Linked DNA regions of Mus musculus: all the other regions are linked to region 2. A link is a contact called in public HiChIP or PLAC-seq and promoter capture Hi-C data. All regions are on one chromosome and are shown on one strand. The core of a region is the stretch at or near the end of the contact, and the rest is flanking DNA. Distances in the headings are between cores, read along the strand shown. Region 1 overlaps Anxa2 (annexin A2). Region 2 holds the start of Vps13c (vacuolar protein sorting 13C). Region 3 overlaps Rora (RAR-related orphan receptor alpha). Region 4 holds the start of Anxa2 (annexin A2).

The links. Promoter capture Hi-C pulls out the DNA fragments that hold promoters and counts their contacts. HiChIP or PLAC-seq counts read pairs in DNA pulled down with a chosen protein or histone mark.
Region 1: a contact with region 2 is called in a promoter capture Hi-C map of the C10 cell line, with 4 times the contacts expected there. The contact joins the enhancer-like site here to the promoter of Vps13c in region 2. A contact is called at or near these places in 8 of 39 promoter capture datasets (the 3T3-L1 cell line, the C10 cell line, cranial neural crest and 5 more) and 1 of 9 other capture datasets (adipose tissue).
Region 3: a contact with region 2 is called in a promoter capture Hi-C map of liver, with 2.5 times the contacts expected there. The contact joins the enhancer-like site here to the promoter of Vps13c in region 2. A contact is called at or near these places in 5 of 39 promoter capture datasets (frontonasal cranial neural crest, liver, pre-B cells and 2 more) and 1 of 9 other capture datasets (embryonic stem cells).
Region 4: a contact with region 2 is called in an H3K27ac HiChIP or PLAC-seq map of extraembryonic endoderm stem cells, with 9 times the contacts expected there. The contact joins the promoter of Anxa2 here to the promoter of Vps13c in region 2. A contact is called at or near these places in 17 of 39 promoter capture datasets (the 3T3-L1 cell line, 3T3-L1-derived adipocytes, the C10 cell line and 11 more), 4 of 115 datasets of contacts at active chromatin or transcription factors (astrocytes, embryonic stem cells, extraembryonic endoderm stem cells and 1 more) and 1 of 9 other capture datasets (embryonic stem cells).

Annotation. Positions count from the first base shown.
Region 1 is chr9:69,474,756-69,478,474 of GRCm38.p6, reverse strand. Anxa2 (annexin A2) reads right to left here. Exons shown (of 13, transcript NM_007585.3): 4 at 2,328-2,422. Among named protein-coding and RNA genes, the nearest start is that of Mir3109, 20 kb to the right of the region's middle. Within about 2 kb of position 2,409, at least 67 of the 459 cell types and tissues checked have an H3K27ac peak or open chromatin away from gene starts, as enhancers often do. A contact at or near this core is called in adipose tissue, where this site is marked.
Region 2 is chr9:67,839,043-67,842,611 of GRCm38.p6, reverse strand. Vps13c (vacuolar protein sorting 13C) reads right to left here and starts at 2,261. Exons shown (of 85, transcript NM_177184.4): 1 at 2,086-2,261. The coding sequence starts at 2,185.
Region 3 is chr9:68,882,896-68,886,507 of GRCm38.p6, reverse strand. The region is part of intron 1 of Rora (RAR-related orphan receptor alpha); the gene reads right to left. It overlaps Gm31262 (a long non-coding RNA gene), which reads right to left. Exons shown (of 2, transcript XR_379583.4): 1 at 1-3,612. Among named protein-coding and RNA genes, the nearest start is that of Gm31262, 61 kb to the right of the region's middle. Within about 2 kb of position 1,902, at least 70 of the 459 cell types and tissues checked have an H3K27ac peak or open chromatin away from gene starts, as enhancers often do. A contact at or near this core is called in liver, where this site is marked.
Region 4 is chr9:69,451,598-69,455,050 of GRCm38.p6, reverse strand. It overlaps Anxa2 (annexin A2), which reads right to left and starts at 1,368. Exons shown (of 13, transcript NM_007585.3): 1 at 1,312-1,368.

The DNA.
Region 1 (3,719 bases), core at 1,160-3,659, 1.6 Mb before region 2:
CTCAGGGGACATCTGGGGCACCTACTGGATTTTTCCACTTTGACTTGAATTGCTCAGAATGCCCAGTATAGGACTCAGCACAAATAAAAATCCCAGAAGGGATCAATAGAACAACAACTGTTCTCTGCATAGAGAAACCTTGTGTCTAGCACTAGTTTGAAGGGACAAAGCATAAAATGCAAACTTCCTCCCTGTGTCCCTCTTTTACTAGCTGTGACAGTATCTGCAGCAGCTCACCACCTGGGCAGGGTCCCTCTGTCCCTCTAGACCAGTGGTTCGCAACCTTCCTAGTGCTGCAACCCTTTAATAGGGTTCTTTGTCCTGGTCAGAAAGGCCACGGTGATCCCAGCCACAAAAGTATTTTTGTTGCTACTTCATAACTGTGTGTTTGCTGCTACTCTGAGTCATCAGGTAAACATCTGTTTTCCGGTGGTCTTAGGCGAGTCCTGTGAAAGGGTTGCTCAACCCCTGAAAGAGATCATGACCCACAGACTGTGAACCACTGCTGCAGACCAGTCTTGACAAACAGTGCACCTAAAACAATACTAGGACGTCCTTTTAGAAAATTACCTCAGGCAGTTGCGGCATCTTCCTGTGACAGATAATCACCCTGGACCATTAAGTATCATCAGGGCAGTGGGCTGTCCTTAGCACGCGCTAATGCCTGTGTGTTTGCTGACCCTTCTCATGATTCTAATAATGTGTTTACTCCAACAGGCTCTGCAGGATCTGCGTTCTCCAGCTACCTAACATGAAGCCAAGCTCAGTGTGCACACACAGTTCCAAGGCCACACTGAATGAGCAGTTATTTCCTTCAGTCCAGAATAGTGGATCTCCTGTTCCAACGGGAACTTGGCTCTTGCAGCTCTCAGATCCTTTGGGACAGCCAGAGACATAAAACACTCCCTTCTGAGCCTCACTGCAGAAGATTAACACACGTCATCCCGTGAAAGGAGAATTGTAATGCATGTGGGATGAAGGGAGCTAGCTGCTTTCCCATTTACGTCCTTTCCCAACTGCTTTGGAGCACGGAGGACAGAGCTTCAGCCAGGCTTGACCTGGAACTCCCAGGACCTGGTGGTCACGCCAACTCCAGGGACACACAGTTTCTCCTGGCATTCTTTCAGGTCAATGCTACTGTAGCGGGGAGTGAAAGCCTCAAGTCAGGCGGGAGCCGCATGAGGTCACCCTGATGGCACTGTCCGAATATAAGTCAAAAGCTTTTAATAGCAAAGCGTTAGAGATTAAGTAGCATATCCTTAAAGGTAAAATGTCCTAGTGCTGTGGGAAACTAAGGTGGACAAGACGGGGCCTGCTTTAGCCACGAGTGGACGAGCAAAGGGAAAACACACACAGAAAACTCCATAAACACTAGGAGCGAAGCCTATTGAAGATAGCAGGCTGGACCACAGCACTTCAGCCACGATGAATCTGATAAAGAAGCTGTGTGTGTGTGTGTGTGTGTGTGTGTGTGTGTGTGTGTGTGAGATTTAGAGCTCTCTGAATCAGCTAAATTGACTGTCTGGGGAGCCCCAGGAATCCTATCTAGCGTCCCTAGCACTGGGGTATTTAGCTCTTTTAACGTGGATGCTGAAGATTGAACTCAGATACTCATGCTTGTGTGACAAGCACTTTACCAACAGAGCTGTCTCCCCAGCCCCTCAGTGTAAATGAGAAGCACACGTTAGGACTCACGCCCAGTGGAGGAAACCATTCTGAAATTACATTCACAACATCTGACGAAGAAGCCAGAGAAGCCATGAGAGGAAGTGAGTTGCTACCTAAGCACAGCAATGACAGAGTCAGCACATAACCCGTGGGACCATTGCTTCTCTTCCTTGTCGTCTATTCCAGAATGCCTCCCTCGTGTGTTCCAGGATGTCACCTTTCCATTCTACCTCCCACGGCTGTACCTATGAAAGCAGCAACCCTCTCAAGGATATAAGAGGGAAACCTTGGACATCCAAGAGTTCTAGAAGGATCCTTTTGGTTAAAGAAGATCCACAACTCACAAAAAGAAAAAGTAATGTTGGACGGGGTAGGGGTGGAGAATGGGTTAGCAGGTAATGGTGCTAAATGTAAAAAAAAAAAAAAAAAAAAAAAAAAAAAAAAAAAAAAGCCAGATGTGGTATCCCCAGCATTTCTGTGACAAGATAGAAATTGAAGACAGGGGAATCATCTGGAAGCTTTAGGGCCTGCCACCCTACGGTATGCAGGGCAACACAAACAAGGGACACACACACACACATATTAATTAAGAACAGAACAGGCAATATCTGAGAACATTAACTCAACAAGGCCTGCCCTCCACACTAAGGTTCCAGTACCTTTTTGGTCCTTCTCTGATAGGCGAAGGCAATGTCCTGCCTCTGCACATTGCTGCGGTTTGTCAGGATGTTGACAATGGTGACCTCATCCACTCCTGTGGAGAATCAAGTTATGAACAGTTACCCCACCACACGCTTTAGGAGACGTTCACACAGTGAAATCCACATACTCTCTCCCCAACCCAATACTAGAATGTCACGACTAGCTCATCCCTCTTCCTGACCAAACACAGGCACCCTCATTACCTTCTTCCCCAGAAAGCCTTGGACCTTGGGCCTCAACCCTTTAAATATTTGCACTTAAAAAGCTATTTTATTCATAAATTGGTTTCCAAAATCAACAGTGGGAGGTACACGTGTGGAACTCTGGCAGTCAGATGGAACGAACAACAAAGATTTTAAATGAAGGTCCCCAAATTGCCACTTAACTGGAGAATTAATAGACAGAACCTTCAAAATGAATTAATAGAGACAATTATTTATATTTATTGCAAGATTATGGCTGTATAAATGGCTAGGTATAATTTTTATAATTATACCAGCTGTCATGACAAATGAGTCAGGCTTAATATGGCAGTTATATTTTAATAGCTAATTGATTAATAGAACCACACTTATTGAAGATGAGATTGTCTCACAAGGAAAGTATACATCCTGTGCTTTCAATCTTCAATAGGTGACTTTAATAATCAATTTTACAACTGTATTAAAAAAGAATAAGTGCTTTAATCTAAATTAAATCTAAATTGGGAGTTTTGAAGTGCCACCCAAATGTTTCAGTACCTATTTTAATTGGAACATGTGTATTTACAAAGATAAGCAAGGTTCGAGGTATCTGAAAGTTTCCAATTTTTATATCAGAAATATTCCTCACATGTCATTTAACTCAGCAAAGCTCAGTTTTGAGGATTCAGGCAGCAAGAGAGCTTTCCGCTGTCTGACTATGAACTTTGCTCAATAAAAGGAAAAGCCTTTGCCATGACTGGTGGGCAATTCCAGAGTCCCTAAGCACAAAAGGTCACTTACAGACTGCACCCAACTTGTCTTACAGAAAGTCAGAGGCATCCCAAAGCACTTGGAGCTCAGAACTATGATGTTTGGGCGGCAGAACAATGAACAGTTGGACAGTGGAAGCATCCTGATGCTTCACGCGCATTTACAACGTGATAATTTCCGGGTATAAAAAGAAAGATGCTTTAAAACATTCATGTACTCATTTCCAAGTGGGGTCACGTACTAATAAATGTCTAGCACTCCACTTAGATTTTAGAGTAGTCAGTGTGAATACAGTGTGAATACAGTGTGAATACCCTATTGCTAGACACTGAGGTGGGTTTGAGGATACGGATTATCACCCTTGTATGTCCAATAAGGGACTGATTACATAATCTC
Region 2 (3,569 bases), core at 1,012-3,511:
CTTTAATCCCAGCACTCGGGAGGCAGAGGCAGATGGATCTCTGAGTTCGAGGCCAGCCTGGTCTAGAGTGTGAGTTCCAGGACAGCCAGGGCTACACAGAGAAACCCTGTCTCAAAAAAAAAAGAAAGAAAAGGAAAAAAAAAGAAAAGTCTCATTCCTAGATTTCACTAGAGACAATGAGGCGGGAGGTTCAACACAGCTCTGTAACCCTTAGATTCAGTGTGAATAAGCTCGAAATCTCCAGACTCTATTCACTGTCCAACGGTTTACAAACTGAACAGCCTCAGATGCTAACGTGTCCAACTCCAACCCTTAAAAGTGAGCACGATTTGGTAGTGAAGGAATCTTCAACCGTACCCATACATTTTATTTCTTTTTTAAAAGAACTAAAGTCAGGACCAGGCAACCAGTAAAACCCGAGGAGTGGTTAATGGGAATGTCATCTTGTCAGGTGTGATTCAAACTCCTCTGAACATACAATCGCTTTCTCTGTGGAAGCGGAAAGAAAAACCAAAGGTTTTTACTTACTTTTACTTTTACTGTAAATGGCTTGCCCAACACACTAGCAGGCCTAGAACTATAGGAGTTCTAGCTTAGAGTTCACGCTGACCTGAAGCACTCTTTTCAAAACCGTTTCACAAAGAATAACTGACATTACTGCGAGAATTCTAAAGAAACACTCGCCCTCTCTTTGTGCAGAAGGATCTGGATGCTCCTTTTAAAAACTTTTCCTTTTGTATTATGTAGCAGGGACGGGTACACAAAATGTGTATTTATGGAAAGAAACCTGTTTTAAAATAAAATAAATATGTGTTCCAATGTAATTCAGGAGACTAGTCATAATTCACATTGTCCAATAAAAATAGGGTGCCTCTCCCTAATCACCGATTTTAGGAGCCCAGAGTTTTGATAGACATAATGTGGAAATCCTTTGTAATTGCTCGTGCTAGGTATAGCGATAAGCAAGCCGAGCAGAGCGGATGGGAACAGCCTATGCCTTTTAGCTTCCTGATTATATTTCTTGTAACCTCATCATAAATTGACCTTGTAGTTGATGATGGGTCTGAATTTTAATAATGTATTTAACTCAAATCTAGTCAAATACCATTTCAACATGTAGCCAACATAAAATTTATTGAGATGCTAATTTTTTTTGGTCCTCCATTAGGAAAAATGCTTATCTTCAAAACCCAGAGTACTTTATACTCAGAGCAAGTAACCACATTTCAAGCACCTAACAGCTAGTTTCTCCATTGGCAAATGCCAACCTGACAGACCCAGCCTATACTTAAATCGCTGACAATTAAAAGTAGCTCCATCCATTTAAGTTGGATGTTATTTTTTTAATTTCCTCCCAAAGCTGACAAAATTCTCAAGCCTTATAGTAACTTAGTATATGAATACAAGCACACCCCCCCATACCCTCCAAACACCCAATCTGTTTTGGTATTCTACGGTGCTGAGGAGGCTCGAAGCACAAGTTCTGCCACTGAGATACACTCCCAAATCCAAGTTTACTGAAGAATGCAGAAGTAGGCTGCTTATCATAAGACTTTTCTACTCCTAATCGTCAGGATAATAACCTTAGCAGGTTTTCTCGAATTTGCATCCTAGCAGACAACCCTAATTAATCATGCCTCTGGCCAGTGGCTCGAATGTCTATTTCAAAACAAAAACAAAAACCTGCAGAGCCCTCTACCTAACTAGGAAGTGGGCAATGGTAGGAATCTCTGAGTTAAAAGTCCTAGGGGACAAGACATGCCTTTCTTCTCACTGTCACCCCTGCCCATCCTACCTCCCCGGGCTGGGAACCAGGAAGCCTGGTCCTGGGGCTATGAGATGCAAGGGGAGACAATCTGGCACCGTAGGGAGCATGAGCCACACTCTGACGTCCGCTGCTGAGGTAAATAATTACTTTTTTTTCCTTGTTTTATTCTGAGGCATTGATGGGGACTGCTAAGCAGCGCGCTGCCCCTGTGTGGCTACATCGACAGCAGGGGCAAGCCCAGCGAGGTCACGGGGTCCTCAGGCTCCCACACGCGCAGCCCCCTTTCCCACGCCGGTAGGCCGTGGCATCGCGCTTACCGCCCCAGATCCCCAGCTTTAGCTGGGACTTGTTCAGGTTCTCCACGTAGTCCCCTAGGAAGCGGTTCAGCAAGTCAGCGACCACCGACTCCAGCACCATGGCGGGGACCAGGAGGCGGGAGAGGGAGGAGCCGGAACGCAGCGCGCAGGGGAGGGCTGTGGCCGGCGCAGAGACTGACAGCTGCGGCCCGCCCCGCCCCGCCCCGCCCCGCGCCGCGCGTGCGCGACGCCGCCAGTGCGCAGGCGTGACCCCACCCCCACCTCCGCGATTGCGGGGGGGGGGGGGGGCAACGAGAGAGAGAGAGAGAGAGAGAGACAGAGAGACAGAGACAGAGACAGAGACAGAGAGACAGAGAGAGAGAGAGACAGGGAGACAGGCCTGGGGTAAGGTGCTGTCGCTCTCCTGCACAAAGCTGTGTTCGAGTCCTGAGCATCTCATAATCGCGGCATAGTAATGCACTTCTCTTAACCCCAGCAACTGGGGAGACCAAGGAGAGTCAGAATTTCAAGGTCATCCTTGGCTACATAGCCAATTCAAGGCCAGGCTACAAAGCTAGTTCAAGGCTAGGCTACACAGTCAGTTCCAGACCAGACTAGGCTATATGAGGCCCTGTATTAAGAATTATTTTTTTTAAGTAATACAATAGACTGGTGAGATGGCTCTGCCCGTAAAGGTGCACGCTGCTAAGTCTGATGATTTGAGTTCAATTCTGAAACTCAATGGTGGAAGGAGAGAACAGACACTTTCAAGTTGTTGTGACCTCCATACTCATTATACCTTGCATGCATGCAAACACACAGAGAGAAAACCAAAGATACATAGTAAGACCCTGTCTCAAAAATAAATAAATAAACAAACAAACAAACAAACAAACAAATGCAACTTAAAAGTAAAGTCTGGGCATGGTGAGCGGCATCGTTAGCCTCAGGCAGATCTCTGTGAGTACAAGGCCAGCCTAGTCATACATAATAGGGAAGAAAAGAAAAAAAAAGGACAGTGCTAACCAATAACTAACAAAGACCTACCGTTCTTCCACTCTTGCCACATACATAAATCCTTAACCATCTGTTTCCCTTGCTCCTTCGGACTAAACCTAGACCTTCTCACCTTCCCTGTGTATAACCAATGAACAGCAAGTCTGCCTGTTCTATAGTGATTCTGTTGCCTTAATTCTGTCTTGCTTGCACCAGCTCACTGGTACCTACTAACTGCCCCACTAGCCCCCAACCCTTTTCTTTCCTTCGATCTAGCCCTCAGACTGTCACCAGAACTCACTTTTCCAGAGCACAGAGAAATCTGTTAGTCACCTACTGTTTGGGGTCCACTTAACTCCAACACAACTCAAACACCAGGTCAATGCAGATGACAAAATTTTATTGACATCAAACCGTTACTGATCCACTGGGGCCGAGCAGACTCAGGAGCTGAACTGCAATGCTGAAGAGATGCTGTACAGCCCATTTAAAGGATGAAACCAGAGAAG
Region 3 (3,612 bases), core at 653-3,152, 1.0 Mb before region 2:
GTTATAACTTTTACCAGCTTCTAGAAAGCAATACCTTTATTAAGATTAAAATCATCTCCAAAAAAGATATTTTTCCAAGAGTCATTGCTATTCAAATAAATATGTATTTAAAAACAAGATAATCCAGTGCTAGACTTGAGCACTGAATGTTTATCTTCTTAAAATACACTTATAGATAAATTCTGCATAATAGTTTGCATTTAAAAGGACCAGATTCATAGTTCCTATTATCTCAGCCTTCCATCCCTGGAATGGAAGACACTGAGGGACATTTTTATTAGCACAAATTCACACTCCCTACCAATGAAGCTTAATGTTTGCTTCATTGGACAAATTACCCTCTCCTCGATAACTTTGAGAAATGCCAGAGAAAAGGAAGAAGGAGCAACAATACCACGGATACCACTTTGCCTGCTTAATTAAAGATCATATTCTTGACCTTCCATGGAAAGAATGAGGAGTGATGTGTGTGTGTGTGTGTGTGTGTGTGTGTGTGTGTGTGTGTGTGTGTGTCAGCATGCATGTGTGCAGATGCTGGTGCAATGGTTTGGTCCTCAACAGCCACACCAATGATGGGAGATTCCCTTCTTATGTATAGAATTAAGGAGATCTGCTGGGTGCTGCTCCGCTGGTCTCTCAGCATCTTATAGGAGAGGTTAGACCTAGAAGTTGGTTGGCTTGGCCTTGGGGGTTTCTACTAGGCCAAGTTCCCTCGTGTGCATTCCTCCAGCACATGAGGCCAAGGTGCTTCAGTGCCTTTGGTAGACCCTACACATCTCCCTGAGCTTGTTCCCATCTGCACAGAGCCTCTGTTCATACTGGAGAACCCTGGACACACTAGGAGAGATGAGCATGACAAAGCTCAGCTCTTCCCTTCAGTGAGAGAAACAGGATGATGAGAAAGCACAGTGGGTAGCCCAGAGAAAGAAGGGCCAGTTTGGAGCTCTTACGGTCCCCAGTCTATGGGGAGGACAATTCTTGGATGGGCTGTGGGTAGTAAGCCTGGGCTGATTTCAGGGGGACTGGGGGACTCCAAATGTGATAACCAGCCACACTGGATTCTGCTATAGTTATTTACAGTCTCCTGGAGCTAGACGAAAGATTCAAAGTCACCATGTGGTGGCTACCAAGAAGATGCTTTCTTAAGCAGTAGAATTCTCTTTCAAATTAAATCTTCTATGGACCCCTGGAATGAAAAATAATTTACATTGAGAAATGGCTGCTGAGCAATTAAAACCCCTCACTGTTTGATGGAAAAAAATTATTCTCACAGCATACAGGGCTCCACTAGAACACTCTGTGAGGGCTCCCAGAGAGTGTGTGTGAAGACCGGGTTCTCAAATAAATGGGGAGCACACTGCCACTGAGGCATATTCCCCCAAAGGCAGCTCACACATTTAGAATTTCTGTCCTCCCCCCCCCCACCTGAGTGCCACCCCCTCATAGTTTGCATGCATGAATGGTAGCCCTTCTCTGAGGCTCAGGGACTTACATGCGCACACCGTAGAGGGAGGTGTTCACCACAGTGGAAGCTAAAAACTAGGCTGTACGTATGCTCTTTCTTTCTTCCCCCACATATATGCTGGAACTTGAGCCAGCCAGGTCCCTTCTGCAGTCTCAAGACTTCCTGCCCATCTGTCTGTGAGGGCCGAGGGCTAGTTTGTGCATGTGGGCAAGAAGGGAAGGGGAGTCTTACATTACTGGCAAAAGTGGGGGACAGGGAATGGGTACGGGAAGGTCCTGCTTCCTTCCAGCTTCAACGTAGCCCCCTTCAAAGTACAGAGGACAACACAACCTGGCTATTCCAAGTAAAGCAGTAAACAGAGGTAAATTCTAACCAGACTTTGTGTGTTAAAAGGAAGCGAAAGCAGCTGAATTATGTACAAAAACTTACCCTGCCCCCGGAAGGCATCAAAATAGAACTTCCTGGAGCCTGCTAGAAAGACAGAGGCGTCCTGCACACAGAGCTTCTGTGAGCCTGCCAGAGAGATGTCCTGCATGCCAACTGCAACTCTTTAGAGAGGATCAACAGCTGGAAAGGCAAACTTTTTTTTTTTTGAATGTTAACATTTTACAGTTCAAATCACTTAACAGATGTAAAATTATGGGTTATACTTAGCATTAGTTTTTTTCCCCCCAGAAATTATTAACTAAAGAAGATCTTTCTGGAAAACACATCTGATGGTTAGAATTTCTTGATGATGATGACAAGAACACGCTCCTTTTACTAAATGGGAATGTTTGTTTTACCCAATCTCACTTTCACCAGCGTACCCCATAGCTGATACAGGTTTACATAAGGTTAACTGGGCGTTTTGAGGCATTAACCATACACATTTCGAAGCCTAGGCATTAAGTTGTCTTAGGTGACTAGTCAAGAAATGTTAATGAGACACTAAGGCAGGGATTGATATCATACCCAAGAGAATATTCCTGAAGGGAAACAGTCAGGGTAAGACAAGGCCGATGACATCAAAGAAAGTTCCAGATCTCAGCTCAAAGGTGATGATGTGGGGGTAAGTGGGGCAGATGATGTCAGCAAACTCTCTGAGCGGGTCAAAGTTGAGGGCGAAATGGATAAGGAATCGATAACTGGCTGACTGATGACAAATCTGGTGGGGGAGAGTTGGGTAAAGAGCGGCTGTTCAGAAGGCAGAGAAGGAAAGGCAAAGGGCACGTGATACTGTTGCTAAATACATCTCCAAACTCTTATGAGAGGTTTGGGAACATGAGATGGGAGAGAAGAGAGTCATGTGGACCTCTGGCAGCCAGGGACGCAGGAGGTCTGGAGAGATACGCACCATATAAACCTCTCACTTCTTTAACCTCCGTTTCCTCAGCATTAGTTTGAAGTTTGTTCCAGGTGGCTTCTGAGCTTAAGATAATTATTTGAAGGAACAACATCAACATCAAAAAACCCAAACCAAAACAAGACCTTCTCCAGTGGAGAGACTTAAAGTATTCCATACAGACAAAAAAGCCTTATCCAGTGCATTCTAGAAGCTTCACCCAGCACCTGACTCTGGTTTGCCTGACTACCAAGTGAGATCCCTTTGTCTATCAATGCTGGGTTAAAGATGATCAATGCCCAGACATCATGTAAATCAAGGAAGAAAACAATGCTTTGGAAACTGAGTACTGAGCCAAGGGAAGGGGACAACTATGTTCTAGAAAAATCTTAATAAGTCAACTCGGAGTCCAGCTTCCCTTTTAGAAACAGCATGCCAATAACGATCCACTTCATGGCTGTGTACGTCTTGGGCTGCAAGAGGCTGACAAAGCATTTGGGTCTTACATATTACAGTCAAAAGAAGGAAGTCGCCATTGTGCTACACTGGCTAGCTTGCCACGGAGTTAACTCTTTCAGTGCAGAGGCGTCCTGTTAGCTTCTCCCCCAGGGGAGGGAAATAGGTACCTGTCTATGTGTTAACAGATCAGCCTCTTTGAAGGCACAGTTCTCAAAAATAGACTTACTGTATCCCACCACCAAGGACAGCTCATGTTTTCTCTTTGCTTGAAGTGCTGGCCCTAACTGTCAGCTCTCATGTCCCTTGGGATGCAGAGTCAGAATGTGAGACTTGGAACATCAGAGCCAAAAAGCCACCTCTGAGC
Region 4 (3,453 bases), core at 119-2,618, 1.6 Mb before region 2:
CTTGAATTCCAAGAGTTTATGGTTGCTTTTAAGGGCTGGAGTTGAATATGGCATAATAGTTCACACATGAATAGCTTTTTCAAGTTCTGGGAATGAAGTTCAACCTACTACGGTACTCTACCAATTACCAATAAGCTTGATCGTGATCATAAGCTCATGGTTTTTTTCTTTTCTCTCTCTCTCTCTCTCTCTCTCTCTCTCTCTCTCTCTCTCTCTTTTTTTTTTTTTTTTTTTTTTTTTGGTAGTTGGGTTTTTCCCCCTACAGGAATCTCACTTACTATGTAGCTCAGGTCGGATTCAAAAGGGATCTTGCTGCTCCAGTCTTCTGAGTGTTGAGATTACGGCTCTGTCTCAAGTAACAGTTATTTTGTTGCCTTTGCTTTGCTTTTACATTTGCATGACACTGTTTCAGTACGCTTTATTTAGCTATTTTTGAATGAACTTGTTTTCGGAAACCTTCAATAACTCAGTGTGAGTGGCGCTATCAACAGCAGAGTTCGGAAACCACTTTCATAGATAAAGAAACTTCTCCAACCACAGCCCTCCGCGCCAGCTTTGGAACCTGAGGCCCAGGAACCACGCCCTTTTCTATAGACCCTATCAACTGATTCATGGTGGCATCAGCACAGTCAAGGCAACGTTCCCTACAACCACCCGGGGACACTTCCTTCTGCACACATTCTAAGCGAGCCACAAACTCCCCAGAAGAAATGAAGTCTGAGGTCGCTGACCTAGCAGACAATCTAGCGTTCATGACGAAGACTGAGTTGAGATTGTAAAGAAGGGCACCCAGTAGTCAAGACTTGAGGTTCTGGTGCCCCCTGGACCTCCCCCAGGTACCCTGCTCCGACTCCACAAAGGCACGTCCCTCAGTTGCAAGGAAATTCACCTGAAATTGCAGAAGTTACGGTCCAGAGTGAGAGAACGCAGTGCGGAAAGCGAAGTGGGACTTCTCACTGCTGGGCCGGAGGCTCCCCCAGCGGCCACACCCAGTCCCCCTCCTGACATCTAGCACGTCTGGAATGCCGCCCCCTCGGCTCCCCGCCCCACAAAGGGTCTCCCCGTTCCGAGGAAACCTCAAGGGGAAGCACGCCCCGACCCCTGCGCCCCGACCCCTCAGGAGAGTGGCATGCAAAGAGCACGGTCACTTGCGGGACACTTTGCAACTCTGTTGCAGGGCCTCGCAGATCACCGGGTGGAGTGGGTCCCTCTCCGTGCCTCCCGGGGTCCCCATCGCCGGAGCCTGCCCGCTCCCCGTTCAGCACCGCAACCCCGAGGCCATAGCGGGCGACCGGGCCGCGCCCCACTTACCTGGGCCGGGCACGTATCGCTGAGAGCCTCCCTTGAAGCGGAGCAGCCCGGCTGGGCTGGGTGGGGCTTTTATACCCGCCCCATCCTCCCAGCGCGAGGCCGCCCCACATCCCCTCCCTCCCCGGCCTGTTCCCACCCTGCTGGGTGACTCATCCAACTTGGAACGTAGCCCAAGCCCAGTCCTGCCCTACGTGACAGCTCCACCGCCTCCCCAGGCCCTACAAGTATCCACCCATTTCCCCCGCCCAAATCCCCTTACTCCTAGAGTACAGGGCCCTGCTCAGGCTGGCTCTGGGTTATTAAGATTTCAGCTGCTTGGCTTGCCCAACTCACTTCTTTTGCTTTTAAAAGGCTTCTAGGCAGCGAGGTAATGGAGGGTAGAATTGTTTCAAGGCGCATATATTTGGATTCCTCTGAACTGGGCCGTTGGCACCCAGCTCTCCATCACTGTCTGCAAACATATTAGCTTAACCTCTGGTCACCAGCTGGAGCAGTGTGAGGAGGGTGTTCGCTTGGCCCTGCTTTACACAGTCTACTCCGCCTTGTAAATCAAAGCGGAGAGGCCTCTAACCAGCTAGGGAGACTAAGAGGTAAGGCTAGAAGGTACCTCCTTCCCCCAGTACTCCAATACACCCCAGGTCCTACGGTCTTTTCCTAATTGTAGGTTATTGAAGGTTTTTCCCCCTTCTCATTCCTTGACAAACTGTTTCTCTGGGTCATATTGTTTCTTTTCTAGCTTGCTTTTCCAGGAAACAACGCAGTAGTGAACTGTGTTTGTGGGTGACTGTTCACACCGCATTAAACTTCAAGCTAGCAAGAGAGCTGGAAATACCTTAAACACTAGTTTTGGTTCTTTTGTTTTGTTTTGTTTTGTTTTGTTTTTGTTTTTCAAGGCAGGGTTTCTCTGTATAGATCTGGTTGTCTGGAGACTAGGCTCGTCTGGAATCAGAGATCTGCCTGCCTCTGCCTCCCCAGTGCTGGAATTAAAAGTGTACACCACCACCGCTGCCCAGTCACACTAGGTCTTTCAACTCCGTCCTTGCAGAGTCTACCTCTCTGCTTTCTCTAGGTTCTAACGATTCTCTTCCATCTAGTTGTGTGTGCTTGTGGTTCACTCGTATCACACGTGGTCACGTGTATCACACATGACCTGCAAGGCGCTGTCAGCCTCTAGGATGCTGTCCCTTCAGAGCACCCACCTTGGCCCAGCTTGTTATTTGAGACAAGGTATCTCTTTGGCCTGGAGCTCACAAATTAGGCAAGATTGGTTGGCCAAAAAGCCTTCTACCTGAACTTGGAACAGAACTCAGGTTCTTAAGCTACAAGATCTTAGGCCACTATCTTCCCAGCCCTGGTCCCTTCTGATATCAACATCTGTTTATACTTTCCACTACGGTCTCAATTCACTCCTAGGAACCAAAGGATGACAGTTAGGGGAAGAGATAGGCACAGTGCCCACTGTCACATAGACAGGTAGCTGTGAAGTTGGCCCCAGCAGAGTGACAAACAGAAAACAAGATATCCCTTTTGATACAATGTCTGATTTACATTCATAGTGCTTCAGTGTGGGCAGCTTTAAAGACAGAAACCTTGTTTATCTGACTACTGGGGGTGAACATCTTGGAACATAAGACACAGGCACACACTACCAGCAAGCAGTAGCCTGCCTCCCTGGGTTATTTCTCCACCCAGGCCCGCAGGCTCCACATTCCTGCATGTGTGAGGGAGGGTAGGAGGTCCAATGTCAGAAGTAGCATTGAATTGACATCATGTGAAACATAAAAAAGCCACCAACCATCCAAAACTATTTTTGACTTATTGTGGACATCTGGCAAAGCTAAATGTACAGAGAGCTGTATGTGGCCAGGCCTCATTTATGTCCTGCTGAATACGAGCTCTTTCTTCTTGTCCTATCTCCTTAGCATCTCACATTCCATCGGGGGATCTCATTGGTTCTGTCTGCAAATTCATCTGATACACGTTTTATCAAAAGCCAATCTGAGGGGACTCTTCCTTGAGACACAGTTGGGATGGTTTGGAAATCAAATTAACCAATGCCAGCAACGATTGTATTACACTGAATACCCTGACTAGATAGTTTATAAAAATCCACAAAAAGGTCAGATGGGTGGGGGATGGGAG